2 separate regions of the Hordeum vulgare genome follow, and region 2 is linked to region 1. A link is a contact called in public Hi-C data. All regions are on one chromosome and are shown on one strand. The core of a region is the stretch at or near the end of the contact, and the rest is flanking DNA. Distances in the headings are between cores, read along the strand shown. Region 1 holds the start of LOC123411276 (NADH dehydrogenase [ubiquinone] 1 beta subcomplex subunit 9). Region 2 has its middle 19 kb from the start of LOC123411855.

The links. Hi-C and Micro-C count contacts between places; a contact is called where the count stands out from the background.
Region 2: a Hi-C map of seedling shows a contact between it and region 1, with 6 times the contacts expected there. The contact joins the enhancer-like site here to the promoter of LOC123411276 in region 1. A contact is called at or near these places in 4 of 6 Hi-C or Micro-C datasets (leaf and seedling) and 1 of 1 datasets of contacts at active chromatin or transcription factors (embryo).

Annotation. Positions count from the first base shown.
Region 1 is chr7H:536,310,749-536,314,031 of MorexV3_pseudomolecules_assembly, forward strand. It overlaps LOC123411276 (NADH dehydrogenase [ubiquinone] 1 beta subcomplex subunit 9), which reads right to left and starts at 1,825. Exons shown (of 5, transcript XM_045104208.1): 1 at 1,579-1,825; 2 at 1,443-1,484; 3 at 1,259-1,340; 4 at 262-317. The coding sequence starts at 1,704.
Region 2 is chr7H:536,713,722-536,717,004 of MorexV3_pseudomolecules_assembly, forward strand. No RefSeq gene overlaps it. Among protein-coding and RNA genes, the nearest start is that of LOC123411855, 19 kb to the left of the region's middle. Within about 2 kb of position 1,615, at least 3 of the 3 cell types and tissues checked have open chromatin away from gene starts, as enhancers often do. A contact at or near this core is called in leaf and seedling, where this site is marked.

The sequences.
Region 1 (3,283 bases), core at 575-3,074:
TTTGTTGAGGAGCTAAGCTTTATTGAACACATTTCTGGCAACACACCAAAGGTTTAGTAAAAAAGAAGTCACTGTGCATTTTGACAGACAAACGCTGCATAAGGTAAACTGTTTTAATTAACAATTGGTCAACTAATTTGAACTGATATCTGCATAAAAAAAATGTAAGATATCTCACAATAGAAACTCCAAGCACAACACTATAAACAGAAGTACCTCAACAACTCAGGTATGTTAAATGAATTTCATATATGTTCTTACCCCTTCAGGTGGAGGAGGGTTCCTTGTGAATTTAGTGCCACCAGGAGCCCATGGAACTGCAGAGATAGATACATTCCAAAAACCATTGATCAGAAGAATCACAGCATATTAAAACCACAAATCACATTCGTTGAACAGGTAACATAAGGTAAGAGAGCGATTTGCATCAAAGGAAAGCATATGTAGGATGCACATGAGTAGTTTGTTACAGGTTATATGATCTTAAGATGTTACAGTATCGACAATAACCCATCTGAAAATGTGACAGTTTCTCACTTTAATCTAAAGCCTAAGCACATTAACTATCGATTATGAATCAAAAGTATGCACAACATTATTTATTTATTTTTCTAAAAAATGCTATTCTGCAGAACAGAATGTGTATCATAAAGCTGAAGCAGCCTCTATTCTCAAGAACAAACTGATGGTAAATAAAATTTGGCCTGAATCAGATTAGCATTCCCCTGAAATGAATATGTAAAAAGTCTGTACATCTCTGGCTTGAGAATGTTACGTTTGCAGTGAAGGTTAACACTGACTAAGATATGAAGATCATGTCACTACTCACTACAGTGGTTAGTTGAGACTAAACAACACAGCTCACGCCTCAAACAAATATTGGCACCCTAAGATAACCTGAATTATTTCTTAAGAGAGGAGGACACTCCTCTATAAATGAAAGCTAATAAGTAGTTTTACAAACCAGCAAAATGGAAGAACATGATAATGTGATGAACTACGTGATGACAAAACATGTCTGCAAGCAATCAATCACTAAAAAAATGCAGGCATGAGCTCGCAGCTTCAGTAAACAATAGAAATTCATCGGTCCTGAGTGTTAAAAAAACATTCCCGACTGAATGATCGGATACTTAATGTTCAACAGCCTACCGAGACAACTGCACGTATCACGCTACATGATTTACATCGCAGCATCGCGTCCACAAACAGAGGCACCAACAGCAGGAACGAAGGGCGAAACCATTTCAAGGCTTACCAATGTAAGGATCCGGGTGCTGGAAGTTCCTCTGCTGTGCCTCCGCATCCTCGATGAGCCTATCGATCACGTCCAGGTTCTCCTGCGACACACACACACACAGGAAATCCATCAGAACACCACGGGGATCGGCGTCAGATGCGAATCGTAGAGAAAGGGGGGAGACGCGAATCGCCAGTCTTACCACATTTCTGTTGGCCTCGAACTTGTCCCTGAGCTCGGACGCCTGCACGGGGGGGGGGGGGGGGGGGGGGGAACACGGGGTCAGATCCGCGAAGGGGCGGGGAGATCGGGGGATGGTGGGGGAGAGGGGCGCTCACATCCTGGTAGAAGAGGTGGCGGTGGACGGCCCAGTTGAGGGTGTCCTTGAGCGCGCGGCGGTAGAGAAGCCGCACCCGCTCCTTCTGCCCCGCGCGCCGCGCCAGGTACCCCGCCGTCGTCGACATCGACCTCGCCGCCGCAGCCGCTCCTTCTTCTTCTCCGGAGTTTCTCTCTCCACTCCTCTGCGTTGGTGGATTCGGATGGTGAGCGGAGGAGGAAGGGACCCGATCGGGAAGCCCAAGTGCTTCGGTGGGTGGGCGACTACCCCGGCACGGGCTTCATGGGCTTTAGTTCGGCCTCTCAGGACTGAGTTAAACGCAATAATCCTACACCAACGGACAAACGTTTTACAAATCTATCCAACTAATTATTTCGGCATTTCCTATTTAGCACCACAGGCATCAGTTAACTTGCATTTTTGTTAACTGGCGCCTGTGGCCTTGTGAATGGGCCGGCCCATATAGGCGTCGTTTGATTCTTTTTTTGAAAATTGTATGAATTTATATGAATATTGATGAACATTTTTTAATTTCAGCGAATATTTTTAAGATTGATGAAATTGTTTGAATACTGATGAATTTTTTAATTTGTATGAACATATTCTTGAAAATGGATGATTTTCTTTAAGATTTATGAACTTTTTTCAGTTCAACGAACTTCTTTATAAATACATGAACTTTCGTTGAATTCTTATGAACATTTTACAAATTTATTGAACTTTTTAAATATCTAATTAACTTTTCCTAAATTGACGATATTTTTTCATTTTCAATGAACTTTTTTTAAAATTGATGTACTTTTTTCAAAATTGATGGACCTTTTTCAAAGATATGACCTTTTTTTCAAATGGATGAACCTTATTTCTGTAAATCTGTAAACCTTTTCTGATTTCATATTTTTAATTTCGTAACAAAAAATAAAAAATAAAAACTGGGCAGCACTCCAATGGGCCAGCCCAGGCCAGCGGCGCTTTAGGTGCCGGATCGTTAACGGGCGCCTGCAGTTCTGCATAGGAGCTCCCATTTATTTCTCCCTTTTGTCTCGAAAAAATGAATTCTTTCTCCACCCCTCCCCCCTCCTCAGAATTTCGCATACATGGGCCCATATGAACACTGTAAATGCATTTGAACAAATGTTCGTAAATTTAAAAAATATACAGAAAAAAAAATTGTCCGTACGAAAAATATTCATCAATTCAAAAAAATTTCACTCATTAAAATATATTCATGAATTAAAACAATTGTCATGGATTTCAAAAAAACACCCAAATTTAAAAAATATAGAAAAAAATTCCAAACGAAAAAATGTTCGTGATTTTTTATAAATATCAGAAATTTCAAACAATCAATGATTCAAAAAATACTCACGGGTTACAGTGTTTTCTTGCAATTTCAACAAATGTTCATGAATTTGTAAAAAAATGTGGAGAAATTTAAATATGTGCATGAGTTAAGAAAAATGTTATCAGATTTGTCATAAATGTTCAAAAATTCATTAAAAAATGATACACTGAAAATATTTGTGAGTTTGAACATTAATGAAAAGGAGAAAAGAGAAGAAAAAGAAAGTTAAAGTTAAAATAAAAACTATCAAGTAATAAGTAAAATAAAAAATGAAGAAAGAACAAAAATTAGAAACTCAGAAAAAGGCCGAAAGGAAAACACACACACACACAAAAACCGGCATGGAAAAACGTTCGTGAAA
Region 2 (3,283 bases), core at 365-2,864, 400 kb after region 1:
GTGAGGGTATGTGTCCTAAAACTCCTGAGGAAAGGGAGAAAATGGAGAAGACTCCATATGCTTCTGCTTTGGGATCTTTAATGTATGCCATGTTATTCACACGCCCTGATTTGTGCTATACGGTTGGACTGTTGAGTAGATATCAAACGAATCCAGGAATTGGGCATTGGAATCAAATTAAACATGCTCTTCGTTATGTTCAAGCAACACTGGATTATTCACTCTGTTTTAACCAAAAGGATCTACAGCTGCAGGGCTATACTGATGCTGATTGGCAGGGTGATCTAGACGACCGGAAGTCTACATCTGGGTATCTATTTACATTGGTTGGTGGTGCTATATCTTGGTGTAGTAAGAAACAAGATTCAGTGGCTTTGTCTTCCATGGAGGCCGAGTATATTGCTGCATCAGAAGCTGTGAAAGAGGCAGTGTGGTTGAAGGAATTTTTTTTGACTTTGAAGATTGTTGATAGTGCTAGCAAACCAGTGGTCGTGTATTGTCATAATCAGGCTGCGATAAAGGTTTCCAGATGTCCCAAGTTCCACAGCAAGATCAAACATATTGAGGGAAGGTATCACTATATACGTGATATAGTTAATAGACTTAAATCAGTTTCTTTAGAATTTATACCTAGTACTGATATGGTTGCTGATCCCTTGACTAAGTCTCTTAGTCAGGTGGTATTTGGTAAGCATGTTAAGGCTATGGGTTTACGAATATTTTGAATGATTGTTTCGGACAAGTGGGAGATGTTGGGATTATGTGTCCTTCAACTATATTCAAATACTTATTGTCGTTAATATTCGAAATACCTCATATGGAATTATACATGTGTTATGTGCATGGAATTATTCTTGCTGGAATGTACTTGAGTATTGCATGCTTAAGGAAGCTGGTCAATTATCAATGGAATACAATATATTTTATATATTGGAAAGACTACCCGGGTAATTAGATTACGACCCTAATGTTGATCTACATAATTAGAGGAATTTATACTCTGTTATGACGCGTTGCTCACAAGCGCGTGCTTCGGGGACTCGACGGATAGGATCCGCTAACAGACAAATTATATCGTAGTTGGTAGTTTGATCTGGACTCTATCCGGAAACTAGTTTAAAGACTAGGAATCTTATAACTGTAAAAGAGGTGGACTCTTTAAAAACGCAGTATAAGAAGGTCCCTACCCCCTAGCCTCAAACAAGCGATTGTGAGCGGCACCACGGATAAGCGCAGAGGAATAGGGGATAGACCACAAACCCTGATTTCTAACAGTGTCGGCCCGGCAGAAAACAGTTCTATAGATATCTATGCTACTGGTACTACACAATGGTAGCACTGCTATTTTATGTGAATTGACTCGTGAAAACCTTATTAACTCGTGTCGGCCAGACAGAAAAATAGTCCTATGGAAAATCTGTGCTGCTACGATGGTGGCAGTACTACTATTTTATGTGAATTGACTCGTGGAAATCTTGATGATCATGCTACATTTTAGATAGGATATTTGTCGGCCGGGCTGGCCTCACTGAATGAATTATTAAAGCAGGGTACGTACGAGGGAAGGACAAGCAGAATCCTGGACCGTGCGACAGTAGAGGGCAACAAGCACACCAAGAACCATCATCAAGTATGGTCTGGGGTCACTCACTCGCGATCGCTTTGCTTTGCTTTGGTCCCAATAATTCAGCAAAAGTTAAGCGGGAAAAAGAAACAAAGCAGCGGCTCAGGTTTTTGCCGGTGGCTGCAGCTGTGCTCTGTTATTAGCTGGTCAAACGTCCAGCACAAGGAAGACGTACGGTTAATTAACACAGGGGAAAAAGGGTACATTCTGTCCCGGATAGAGACCTTGGAGCTGTGTACGGTAAGTAACAACGGAAGATGGTCAATTAACTACGGTTGTTAGAAGGTTCAGTTGTCAACTCGCACCTCGTTCCTTTGCTAAATTTATCAGGACAGAAAGTTCAGCAATACAGAGACCAAGATAGTTTTTTCTTTGATACTACCTCTATAAACTAATACTTCATCCGCCTTAAAATAAGTGACTTAACTTTATGTTAACTTCATATTAAATTTAATATAAAATCGAGTCATTTATTTCGAGACAGATGGAGTACTATAAGACGTTTTAGATACAAAGAGAGAGTGTATTATAAATGGTGTCCGAAAGTATGGTGTTGTTTGGCTTGCTGATAACTATGGCCAAGAAGATCTCAGAAAATAAAAAACGAGTCTGATGAGAAGAGACAACTTTTCACCTTCGATGGTACCATATTAGATCAAACATGAAAAATACTCTCACAAACAAACTAGGGTACTTTAACTTTTTTACTTACATATATTCATACAAAAACTATTGGTTAAAAGCCGCATAATTGAACTACGCAAAATCAGAATTTGTTCTATTTTAGAACGGTGTCATCTACTTTAAGAATGGATGGAGTAAGGTTGAAGATGCAAAATTCACTAGCGACGAGCCTCCTAGCTGTGTTTCTGTGCTAGAAACCGACGTCCACGTGCTTGAAAAAGAATATCCTCGGGCTTAATTTGGAAGATCGCAGAAAGGTTGCGGTCAGATAACACGACAGAAGGAGCGATCGAGCTCATAATGAGAAAGACTAAGCATGGAATGAGACCTGGCCATCCATCCATCCATCCATTTTTGCCTTTCAGAATAATTGCAGCTGGGAAAGCAAAAGCTCCGAGCCCTCAGCCATCCATCAGTTTCCGCCAAGTGCCACTGTGCTACTCCATCAACTGGCAGACAGCGCAACCATCATGCCTGATTGGCTGGCTAAGCCAAGCTTTGCTCTCAGCAACGACAACCCTTCACTCCACCGATCCTTGGCCCATAATTCGTGATGGCGAAAAGCGCGGCAATCAGACCGTTTTCGATCCGGGTTTACGCCTTTCCTTGATCTTGGATATTCGATCTCCGGTTCGGTTCATCTGGGGGAGATCTTTGGCTTGCCAAAGGTGTGTATTATTGGGGCGCTTTGGGTGATGGGTTTTACAGGGACAGACGGTGTGTTGTGTGTAGCACTTGCTGATGGTACCATACACTGCTGCGTGTGCAGTGGAGAACGACAGATGATCCTTGTTGGAGAGATACTACTGAGTGGATTGTTGAGCACTGAATGCTTCATCGCGATGCTGTAACTGAATTCTGTGATTATATCTGTGTAGCATGTGATACGGAGATGGTTTCCTGACGGCCTGAAACAGTGGTGCAGAAGAGAATTCTCCAAAAAAAAAAGCGGTAGCGCCGGAGAGAATTCTGAAC